2 separate regions of the Danio rerio genome follow, and region 1 is linked to region 2. Evidence: chromatin contacts called from public Hi-C data. All regions are on one chromosome and are shown on one strand. Each heading gives the region's core, a stretch centred on a gene start, on an enhancer-like site or on the middle of the called end of the contact. The rest is flanking DNA. Distances are from core to core; before and after follow the strand shown.

Evidence for each region. Hi-C and Micro-C count contacts between places; a contact is called where the count stands out from the background.
Region 1: a Hi-C map of hematopoietic stem cells shows a contact between it and region 2, with 2.0 times the contacts expected there. The contact joins the promoter of psmg2 here to the enhancer-like site in region 2. A contact is called at or near these places in 2 of 18 Hi-C or Micro-C datasets (hematopoietic stem cells and an unstated tissue).

What each region holds. Positions count from the first base shown.
Region 1 is chr19:13,453,435-13,459,698 of GRCz12tu, reverse strand. It overlaps psmg2 (proteasome (prosome, macropain) assembly chaperone 2), which reads right to left and starts at 4,924. Exons shown (of 7, transcript NM_213032.1): 1 at 4,785-4,924; 2 at 4,225-4,396; 3 at 2,778-2,836; 4 at 533-651. The coding sequence starts at 4,841.
Region 2 is chr19:13,131,496-13,137,797 of GRCz12tu, reverse strand. rnf19a (ring finger protein 19A, RBR E3 ubiquitin protein ligase) reads left to right here. Exons shown (of 10, transcript NM_001326695.1): 10 at 1-2,666. The coding sequence ends at 298. Among named protein-coding and RNA genes, the nearest start is that of parp10, 37 kb to the right of the region's middle. Within about 2 kb of position 2,272, at least 7 of the 62 cell types and tissues checked have an H3K27ac peak or open chromatin away from gene starts, as enhancers often do.

The DNA.
Region 1 (6,264 bases), core at 3,675-6,174, 320 kb before region 2:
ATACACAGAAACAATAGCATAACGGTTTACAAAAACTTGCATCTTGAAAACCCTTTTTCAAAAATCAACACACCATTGTCCTGTAAATGAATGACTTAAATCAGGGCTGCTCAACCCTCTTCCTGGAGATCTACCTTCCTGCAAAGTTCAGCTCCAACCCTGATCAAACACACCTGAACCAATTAATTAGGACCTGAACAGCACTTGATAACTACAGGCAGGTGTGTTTGATACGGGTTACAACTGAAATCTGTAGAAAGGTAGATCTCCAGGAACAGGGTTGAGCACCCCTGACTTAAATATTCATTTTGTTTTTAGATTTTAAAACATTTTGTTGTATAAAAAAATATAGAATTTGAAACATTTTAAAGTAAAGCTTTCTTTCCTTAAAATTAATCACATGATGATTGATAACACAGTTTTAGTGTTTATTTTACAGCTTTAGTCTTCAAATGTTGCACCGCACATACTTGCCATTCATTTACATTATATAAATTACATTCTGCGTATCAGGCCATCAGTATTTCATTACCCATGAAGCTGTTGGTCATCTCTCTGATAAGCATGTGCACTGGACAGCAGCACAGTTCTGAGGAATCCACTGCTCTTCATCCAGGAGATCATCAGCTTTCGGAATGATTTCACTTTTGTCTAAGATAAAAATAAAAACTGACTGTATTAGTAATCGACTGTTAAATTGTCAGTGTTTACAGTATGTACCAGCAGATATTTGGCATTTTTTAGTTATCGGTGTGACTATTATTGTGTCATCAGCGAGATTTAAATGTAAGTTAGTTTAGATACAATTTGACAAGACAGTTGACAGTACTTTGGTAAGGGAGTAACAATTGAGCAATGTAATATTGACAAAATATAGGCAGGTTCATCGTATTATTTATATTGTATTATTATTTGTTAATATTAAACTGCATATTGTATAATTAATATAATAGTAAAAAAGAGATTCACCCAAAAAAATGACATTTTGTTATCATTTTTCCAAACTTCACTTTTTCCAAACATTGGGTTTCCCAAAACCATCGTTAGCCAACTAAGGTCGCAAGTTCCGTCGTTACAAACAGGGTTTGTTAATTTGCCATATCCCAAATACGTCGCTCCAACGAACATTCGCAAACTGCGTCGCAAACTTCTGCGCTTGCAACTACACCTCTGGAGCTGTAGTTAGAAAAATAGTTCCTGGCTGTCTTCTATTCCCACTTATCCCCCCTATGCCCTTTACATTTAGAACATTTTAACTTTCAAAGTTGGAATTATTAAAAATAAAAAAGCATTAAGGTCATCTCTCTTAGGTGTAATTTGCTTTCAAAGTGTTTTTACAGTTCAGTTATAGTGATCTTCATCTTTACAATTGTGTAAATGCGTGTGCGTGTAAAATATGGGGTTTTCTTTAATGAAGTAGTTACTCCGCCCAGTTTAGAGCATCATTGTGGGCGTTTAACGTAATAACTAACATGGTTCAAGCGATGGATCTGCGACAGAGAAACAAAGGGTTTTGGAAAACACCTGTCACTACATTGTTCTTTTCTCAAACGATGCATCGTACTATGATAGTTCAGCCGCGAGTTACATTGTTGTTTGGGAAATGCATCGCTGTTTGAGTTTCTTTCTTCGGTTGAACACAAATCAGATATTTTGAAGAATGCTGAAAACCTGTAACCATTGACAAAGTGTTTGTGTTTCTCTACTATGGAAGTTAGTGGTTACAGGTTTTCAGCTTTCTTCAAAATGTCTGCTTTTGTGTTCAGCAGAAGAAATTTAAACAGGTTTGGAACATAAGGAGGACTAAATAAATAGTGAGTAAATTTTCATTTTTAGGGTAAACTATCCCTATAATGGGGTCTTAAAACAAAATCTAGATAGCACTGGCTTTTACATTTTGTAATGGCTATATTTGAGAGTCTGTGACATGTAAAAGACAGAACCAAAAAAATCAGCATGGCAATAAAAACTCCACACTGATTAACCACTTAAAGCAGGCATGTCCAAACTCAGTCCTGGAGGTCCAGTGTCCTGCAAAGTTTAGTTCCAACCCTAATCAGACACACCTGGGCTAGCTAATCAAGCTCTTACTAGGCTTTCTAGAAACATCCTCGCAGGTGTGTTGAGGCAAGTTGGAGCTAAAATCTGCAGGACACCGGCCCTCCAGGACCGAGTTTGGATACCCCTGACTTAAAGGCACAGTATGCAATTTTCGCCGTCGAGGGCATCTGTTCAGAACAAACAAAGGCACAGTTTGAATATGGAATTATGGGACTTCTGCAGAAATCTTGTTAATGGATGAGTTGAAGAATTACAGATGAGAGACAAGAATGATACAGCATAAAGACAACAGAGCTTTTATTATACCACAGTCTACCGCTTCCAGTTCATCCAGTCATGATCAAATGAGTAAGCAGCAATGCTGTTTTTCATACGAAATACATCTTAAGATTCTGATAAAGTGCTGCTTCTTGCAGTCTAATAAAAGGCACGACATATTAGAGCATCTTTGCTATTTCTGTTTTCTATAAAAGCAAACCAGAAATCGAGGGTGCGTGTTGTAATTCACATGGCAACACATGACACGGTTTGTCACAATAGTTCAAATTGCTTGTTTTTTTTTTAATTTGAACATTCTTCTAAAAGTTCTTTGTGATAATTGAAGTATTAATCTTGATCAAAATAGATAGCACGCCTTTATTTTAATAAACAAAAATCATACATATTGTGCCTTTAATTGCACCTGTACACTTGTTGCATTAACATACACCACTAACCTGGATGATGGGCGCCCTTATCTGCAGCACAGCCAGTTTTAAGTCCCTGTGAGAATACACTGCACAAAAACAAATTCACAACATCACTCATGCAACATCTGTTTGAGTAAGCACACCGGCTTATACTCATGGATTTGGGTTACAAGTTAAAGATAAAAAAGTTCACCAAAAATGAATGGTATGTCATCATTTACTCATCTTTATCATTGTTTGAGTTTCTTTCTTATGATGACCACAAAGAAAGAAACCGGTAACCACTGACATCCATTGTAGGAAACGCAAACACTATGGAAGTCATTGGTTACCGGATTTCATCATTTTTCAAAACATCTTTTGTGTTCATCAGAAGAAAGAATCTCAAACAGTTTTGGAACAACAGGAAGATGAGTAATCGGCAGCAGAATTTTCACTTAAAAGTTTGCAAGAACTGGAAGCTACGAACATTTTTTTTTTGTATTATGACACAGCTCCTAGAGAAATAAAATAGTAAATGAGAAAACAGTAGGCGTGGCTTGTTTTTTTATACTGCGATCTGAATGGATGTAGTAAAGTAGGCATTTCATATAGAATGATTGAGAAAAAAGTTTCCGGAGAGATATTATAACCTAAAACAGAGTATATACAGGAATCAGGGATTGAAATTCAATGGCTTTTAAGACCTTTTTAAGACTTTCCATATATTTTATAACATTTTTATCATTATAGGTTTTAACCGGAAACACTAGCGAGATTTTAACTTACATTATATAAACGAAATATTAATGTATCCTAAATATTAATGTAAGAAACTAATCCAGACTAAAACATTATTCATATCCTGAATAAAAATCTATTAAATCTAGTGATTTAGCAGGTTGGCACCTAAAGAACTGCAGAAATAACGGTGTTGTCTTGGTTACTGCAGTAAACAAAGCAGAGTGACGTCAAATCTAGCAAGATTTAATTGATTTAATAAACTAAACAGCATCCTGATATTTGCAGATTTACTTCAGGCAAACTTTAGCATACAACCACACATCGCATAATCAAAAATTCAATCAAATTTAATACCTAAAAGCATTTAAGACTTTTTAAGTGCCTTAAATTTCTCTACATTGATTTATCAACTTTTAATACTTTTTAAGACTCCGTGAACACCCTGTAATACTCAGCCAAATCAACTTTTCTGTTTGTTGTCATAGTATGGTCAAAACTGACAGTTGGAGGGGCGTGGTTAAGCATGTTAGCCCCACCCAATACCTCAGACAGATGTAATCTGAGAATTTAACTGGAAGCAAACAGGAAGGGCATTTTTTTAGCTTTTAATTAAAGCTAAGGGCAAACATTTTTTCTTAATGACATGCGCAGATGTATTGTTCACCACAAAACTAGCAGTGTGAGCTAACAAAATCAATATGGTTAGTTTTGATTTCATGTGTACTGTAAAGGTCTAATAGCCATCCATTACCTTCTGCGCTGGTGCTGAGCTGAGCAGCATCTTCAGTGGATGAAGCGTATGGGTTGTTTCCAGCCATAGGAATGAGACAGTCTGTGTGGAAATATCCCACTCTGGGCATATTTAGCGTTGAGATGAGCAGATCCACGGCGAGCTGGCCCACATTTCCAACAGATACTGCAGGCTGTGAGAATATGAGGAATAACTGTCATATGGAGCTCCGTGTATTGGGGTCTCACATTGAGACTTTTTCCTTAGCATTATATTTTCAGAAAAGTTTTTTTTTTTTTTTTTGCAAAATATAAATAGGGAAATCATATTAATAACGTTAGTAGCCAAATACTATTAAACATTGTTAATCAAACAGTGCTGTTGTTGTTTTAAAGTCATACGTGCATGCATTCCTGACCAAATTTTGAAAGTAGCATGGTAAACAATACCAGGACCGTGTCACAAGTTGTCACAGAACTGTTGTGCGAGTATAAAACCAACTGTACCTAAATGCTCAGTGTTTGATAACTGCAGCTTACAGAAACCCGCATGTGTCATGATGATGAAGCTCAAATACTTACCAGTATCAAAGTAAAGCCTTTAAAAGAAGGAACGGCATCCCCCGATGAAATGAACATTTTAAAAACTGTTTATAACTGATTTCGCAGTGAAATGTGTACGAGTTTAAGTGGACCAGTACTGATTTTTACTTTCAATTTCCTGCGCTGTGAAAAAAGGACCTAACAATACTGCGTCATTCTCTCAGGACGCCCTGATGCCTGAGTAAAAAAAAACCTAAAGGAATTATTTGCGACGTGTAAGTTAAATATTTTTTGGAAGAAAAAAGGGCACATTTAAAGATATCTTACTCTTGATCTGACGTTAATATATCTTAATTTTGCCGTTATAATAATCTTTGCGATAAAAAAAAACATTTTAACATGTCAAAATAAAAGTCTTTAAACTAATTATAACAAAACGTCTATGCTCTTTGATTATATTAATTGCGATGATAGTGTTGATATATATATATATATATATATATATATATATATATATATATATATATATATATATAATTGTTAAATGTAAATTGATAAATTAATGTAAACATTGTTTCAATAAGTGAATCTGATGTGAAAGACTTTACTTTTGATTTTATTTTCAACTCGATATCATTAGTCTAAATAATACAGCTATACTAAAATTATATTTTAAAACGTACAACTTACTGTAGTTTATCGGTTGTTTACATGGATGATCAAAAGATGGCGCTAGACGCTAAAAATCTCACCGGCCTCTTGCTTGTGAGAGTTGCACCTCTTGCGTTCAGAGCCGCTTTTTTTCCTTCATATTCGACAAGGAATTGGAAATTTAGCATTTTGCTCAAAATGGACATGATACTCTCTCTCTCATTTACTGCAGCTTTGTCAGTTGTTCATCTATATATTAATCTGTCGTTCCAGTACAGCCAAATGCAGCTCTATTGGATTAGAAACTGGTGACTGTGGAGGCCGTTTGAGGATAAAATAATCACTGTCATGTTCAAGAAACACAGACTGAGATGATTTGAGCTTTGTAAGTAAGCTATCAAACAATGGGAACACTGTGGTAATAAATTGAAAAAAAAATTACTTGTGAGCAACAGAAGTAGGCTTAAATTATGCCTTAGTTGGGACCCAAGAATGTAAAAATAAAATATAAAAAACAAGACCAGCAGCCTGAACAATTGATATTAACAAGACAAGATGGATCCTTGTAGGGCTGCATGATATTAGAAAAATCTGACATTGCGATATTTTGTTTTTATACAATATATATTGTGATATGAATATAATTTCACCAGATGGATTGAATAGCTCTATTTTGAAGGAAATCATTCAGATTTTTTTTTTTGGGGGTGTGAACATTGTATAAAAAATAAACAAATTGAAAGCAAATAAAGACAATAAAGCAAAGCAAAAACCAGAGAGTCAAACAGTATTCAGGTACAGAAAATGGATGATGGAAAGTAAAATAATACTTTAGTCTTTGTTGTATTAATAATTCAGTAAACTCATT
Region 2 (6,302 bases), core at 1,023-3,522:
TACATGCTACGAGTCTCACATCCGCCATCCCAACACAGGCGGAGCGGTCAGCCCTCTTCCCGAAGTCGAAAACGACCGGCTGGAAAACTGTCCTGCTTCTGGGAGCCTCCCTCAAGCTATGGTAGCCCCAATCTCCCCCGATGGGGCGGCAGAGCGTCCTCTGTGCTACATTGCAGAGGAGAATGTGAGTTTAATGTGTGCGGCTAATGCGAGCCAGAGCTCGCCTAAAGAACGCAATAACAACCTTCCTCAGCCAGCTAGCCCTGTGCGCAACACCTGCATTCAAACCGAGATATAACCAGACGGGTCGACTTCACCCAAAATGCTTTCACAGCTAACCTCAACGCCCATTTTATTACCAAGGATTGCACACTGAATTGAAGATTTTGTTTTGGTGTTCTTCTTCGGGGGTTACGTGGAGGTTTTAACGTCCTGGTCTGATGGTCGATTGTTGAAATGTTGGAGAAGGCGCACCACTTTTTACACTGGTCAAGGGCAGGTTGTGCCTTGAGGTTTCAGAAAGTTGACCAAAGGTTACAGTTTGATTACCAGGCTTTGTTAAGACCTGTCGGTCTGCGCTTCTAGTTGGTCTAAAGCTTGGATATGGTTCGGAAAGTCAACAGATGAATGTAAGGCGGCAAGTGATGCACAGATACTGAGGATGATGATGCTGTTGATGATGTAGCTGTCAATCACATATGCCTCTTTCAGTGTTCTGGGTCGCTCTGATGAACAAGTACATAGATGAATCTCGCAAAAACGTCTTGCATAGTTCAACCCAAAATTAAAACCAGAAGAATGAGAAGAATGTGAAATAAAGCCTGTATTTAGAACAGGTTAGATCTGTGCTGACACAATTTCATGGTGATTAAAGAGGGAGTTCACCCAGAAATTAAGCCAGCTCTAAACCTGTCTGTTCTGTGGGACATATCGACATTTTGAAGCCTGTTAGCAGCCAAACAGTTTAGTCCCTCATTGACTTTCATTGTATTTAATGGGATCCAAAACTACTACTTTAAAACGTCATCATTTAAGTTCCACTAGAGATATTTTGCAGGTTTGAAATGGCATGAGGGAGTGTGAACTGTCCATTTAAGCATATTTCTCTTTATAATTTCTAATTTAATGTGTCAGATATTTTGGCTTTCTTTTATTTCTCTTGTAGGTAGTGATAATTCTCATTCTTATTACGATAATACAGTATTTTTTTATCTCCCTGTATTACCATAGAACAATTATTTCAATCACCATAAAGGCAGTACTGCAAATAGTACCATGACTTGCATTTATTAGTTTTATTGCAGTAATAAGAGTGAGATTTGTTTGCCAAAAAAAAAAAATGCAATATTTTCCTAAAAAAATTTCAGAAAGTCTTTTTCTTTAAGTAACATTTCCTTGATTTTGGGTTGGAATATGACATGACGTGTTCTTGACAGAGTTCATGTTACTGACCCGTGTATTCAGGCACCTTCACCACACATGTACACACATATACGCTCAGTTACCCAGCATATAGCTTTAGTCTGAGGAACCTGCACCTATTCAAAGGCAACGAGCAAGTTGAGAGGGAACCGACTCCCTTTTTTTTTTCCTGAGATGATACAAGATGAGCCCATGAGGGACCAGGCAATAGCAGATATTTCCCTATTCACAGCAGTGATTCTTGTACATGGTTGAGTGTTTAATTTTAGTTTTTTTTTTCATCACTGCTTGTTTTCCATTTTTGCGGGGAAAGTAGATGCTTTTGAGTTGAAGAAGCACTGAGAAGCTGAATGAAGTCGTATTGCGCCCCCTGCTGGTAAGATGGGGATAATTGACCAAACCCTCGTCTGGCATGTTTCAAACAAAGTTTCTTCAAAGCCAATTTAATGCTAATTTTCAATAGAGTTACTGTTTTGGGTGCAGTGGGTTTATATTTATGAAGCGGAAGGATTTGCATTGTTTATAAAAGAGAAAAAAAAAAACTACGTTCATTGTAAAGGATAAGATGGTAATCGCATTCAGGTTGTTTAAGTGATTATTTCTCTCTTTATTGTCATGTTTGTATCTGTATTGACTCATGGTGCCTTTTGGATCATAGAAAAACTGTTTGTTTCTCCGGTTTGTGTCTTATTAATTGAAATGTAATGGATGAGGCTGCATTGAATGTTAGCGAGGCGGCGTGGCATGGTTTCCTATCGTCTCTGTGCGCACGGTTATAAACTACACAACCGACCGCCTACCAAAGACAGCACTCAGGCTCACTGACGACGACGACGACTCGTCTCTTCAACACGCTCACCTCCTCGTCTCCTCGCCTTGTGTATGTGCGTGTGTGTGTGAGAGTGTGTGTTTGCACTGTTCATCCCAGTCCTGTTCGCGTCTACAGCCGGGTCTCTTCCAAGAGTGGACTTTTCTTGCTGCCGTTCTGGTGCTGCTCAGTAATCTCTCGGAACTGATCCAATGCCACAAGCTGCTTTGTTTTGTTGTTTATTGTTCTTTCTGTTTCTTTAGTGTTTTTTTTTTCTTACGTTTTGAGCCTTCCTGCCCATTTCTGTTCGAATATTACTTCAGAGAGTAGGGCCGTTTGATTTCTAACTTGTTCAAAACAGCTTGATATTTGTATATTTGCTTTATAATATGCGTGTAAATGCATATCTAAATGAAAATAAAAACATGAATCCAGATGTGCGTGTGGTATTTGTTGTTCATTTTTACGCAGCGGGGTGAAGAAGTGATGGGTTAGTTCACCCAGAAATTTGAAATGTCGTTTGCTCACCCCCATGTACAGGGTGGGCCATTTATATGGATACACCTTAATAAAATGGGAATGGTTTGTGATATTACCGTCCTGTTTGTGGCACATTAGTATATGTGAGAGGGCAAACTTTTCAAGATGGGTGGTGACCATGATGGCCATTTTGAAGTTGACAATCTTGGATCCAACTTTTTTGTTTACTTTGATTAAACAGTCTCTCGATCATTGCATGTAAAGATTTTGGATCTTCTTGAACATTTTCAATGCTTTCTAACAAGTGGTGTAGTGGATCACAAATCTCTCTGTTTGGATTACATAATGGTTTATGAGTCACGGATCGGACCATTTTTCAGATCAGCCAAAAAGAGGAGACAAATGTAATTTGCTTTCTATTTATCACAAAAACAGCACTGCAAGACACTTCTAGTTTTATCAAACAAAACTTAGAACCTGTCATTTTATTAAACTAAAAAATAAAGAAATAATCATCTGAATAAAAATAAATTGTAACATATTTAGGACTTTAAAATATTCACTGTTAAAATTGTTGCTGATAGAGCTAAATGTAGAAATCTAACATTATAATTTGTACAACCCACATTTATTTTTAGTCTTATTTTTAATAAATGAGTTTATTCACTCACAAAACTTAATGTTTCATTGCTAGATGTGTCATTTTTGAAGAATTATTCGGTGGCATATTTTTGATTGCTGGTTGTCGCCACCTATTGGTTACATAATGTAATTGCTGCCTACAACTTTTATTTTTAAGCACAGATTTGAATCTTTACCATAAACACCAGTGGTTTTATCTAAACTATAAACTGTTCTCCCAGTACTTCCGTGTTCTTTGACTGTTTGTAACTTTATAGCTAACTAAGACTAAAGACTCAATCTCTTTTTTGATTTTTGCGTTTTCAGATGTGAATGCAGCGATTTGAAGAATTCATAAACATATGCAAGTCACCATCATTTATGTTGCATGTTGAGATCTCCATCTTTTATTGATTAATCTTAATTTCATTTTACACTGAATGCATTAATGCAGGCTAAACAAGTAATGACAGAAAACACCTTTAAAAACCTAAGAAACCCACCACAGCTCAAATAACCCACCACAACTACATCATTATTATACTTTACAGGAAAGCCTGTATGCTTTTATACATGTGATTTGAATGACATGAGAGGTGATCTCTTTGCAATCGTTACTAATTTAGGATTAATCTACGAGAAAAAAAAATGTAATAATCCTCTGCTCACGTTTGTTCAGAACCATGGGTTGTGATCCATTTGGTTCATGGATCAATCGTGATCCGTCGCATCCCTATTTCTAACGGTTTGCTGCATTTATAAAGTGCCCGTGTCTTGAGGTAGTTCAGTATGATGTGGTTTCTATGATCTGATTGGACAGGAATCACAGGACTGGATTTTTACTCAGCCAATCCTCATAGACAGGAATAAATAAAATAGCGACTGCATGTTGAAGTAGTGGAGTAAAAGTATCGATGCAACACTAAAAATGTACTCAAGGGAAAGTAAAAGTAAATTTTTTTAAAAACGAAGTGAATTACAATTCCTGAGAAAAACCAATCATGCAGTAATTGAAGTATTTGTAATTTGCTACTTTACACCACTGCTTAAATCCCACACGTTTGTTACAAGTGGTAAAACGTAAATGGCCTAATTTTTCTTTTTGGTCTGACCTTTCAAATCTTAAGCATGTCATTTGTGTGTTGTCTGACATAGAGTGAATTTGGGTAATCTGGGACACCTAAGCTTCAGTGTGTATATTTCTGTTTATTTAAGGGCGCGTGTCAATCAGAAAGCTCTCATGCATGACAGGATTCTGACTAGACTAATGTTAAGGACATAAACCGGTCATAAATAAGACAATGTTCCCAGTTGTTGTCAAATCATGTTTGTGATCTATTCATGTACCTAAATATGTATTAAAGCGTTGAAAACGTTTTAAAGATTTTTTTTCTTTCGGACATTTTTTGTTGTCCCACATTTCTCAAATATGATAGATAACGGGGACAGCATGGTTTAAGTAATCTGGGACAATCTTTGAATGGGAGATTTATGCATTTAAAGACTTTATATGTTTAACGACTACAAAGATGGAATGTACAATCTTCTGTACACACACACACACACTATTTAAAAAAGAAAAAAGGGTTTGTCATGCATAAATATGACAAATATATATATACGTTTTAGCCCAATATGCCTCGGACTACGAAGTGACCTGTCCCAGATTATTAAATTCAGGCAGAACTTTTGTTTTTGACACAAAAATACTTCTAGGTATCGACAATGTGTTTTCTTAGGTGGTTAGAAAACATCTTAGGTATTTTAGGAAAGTCTAATATGTGATTCTAATTACTTAGATAGACATTGAAATAGAGAGCTGAAGGCTAAATTGCGAAAAGTGTCCCTGATTACCCGAATTCACCCTATCTTTCACTCATCGGATTGTTTCCATATCCCCTGTTCCCATCCCCTGTGTCAATGTTGTGTCTTGCCGGTGTGCTTATGCTAGATTGGGCTGTTTTTTTTCCCGTCCTGTTCTCACTTTGCTCTAATCAAGAGCAAGAGGGTGTTTTTTTTTTCAGCCTAACTCTCCTCATGTATCTTACTTCCCTTTCTAAATGCTACCTCCTATGACCTGTCTTCCCCTGAAAATTGTGATGTTTGTGTATGGTGGGAGGGGTTCAATTTCACTACACGAAAGTGTATGTAACTAATAAAGGCCTGATTTTGATTTAATTTAATGTTTTGAAAATATCATTCGTTATATTCCCCTATAATGATTACAGAATACTACATTTCAGGCCCATAGCCAGGAGGGGTTCGGGTAATTTCAATCAAATCAAATGTACTTTTTACAAGAAAGGCAAGAAAAATTTTGAGGTTCTTTTATTATTATTATGTTTTATTTTTTATTATTCAAACAGCCAATTTCTGATTGAGGACAGTTGAATGTTCTGGCCAGTTTGTAGGCTAAGGCTATATTGTACAGTTTTTAATTTAAACTTTAACAGATTTTAATTTTTTGAATGATTTATGATGTAATAAATTTGTATTTTAAAAATAAGTATTCATTTTTTCTTTATTCAAAATCTTGAGGAAATATTTTGGTACATTAAATGTGTCATTATGATGACAATCTAACAAGCCAATACAGCTAAAATAGTGCTTAAAACATCGCTAAAATACAGTATTAAATCTTAAACATTATAAATGGGGTGAATAACTGCAAAAAGGTCCACATTTTGAGGAAAAAGAACCTCCAGGCTGGCTACGGGCCTGCATTTTAAGTTGAGGTCAACTCAGAACGCCTCTGATTGGCTCAGGCCTGGCGCTACGGGGGGGCAAAGGGGGGCATTGCCCCCTCAGAAAGAATTTGTGCCCCCCCCCCCGTTTTTTATTAAGGATTGTTCAATCAAACTGAAAATTCTTTCTCTCATTAATAATTAACAACCCCGTCGTTCCAACCTTCAGAACACACATTTAAATATTTTAAAATATATGACATAGCAATTGAATCATGAAAATGGCT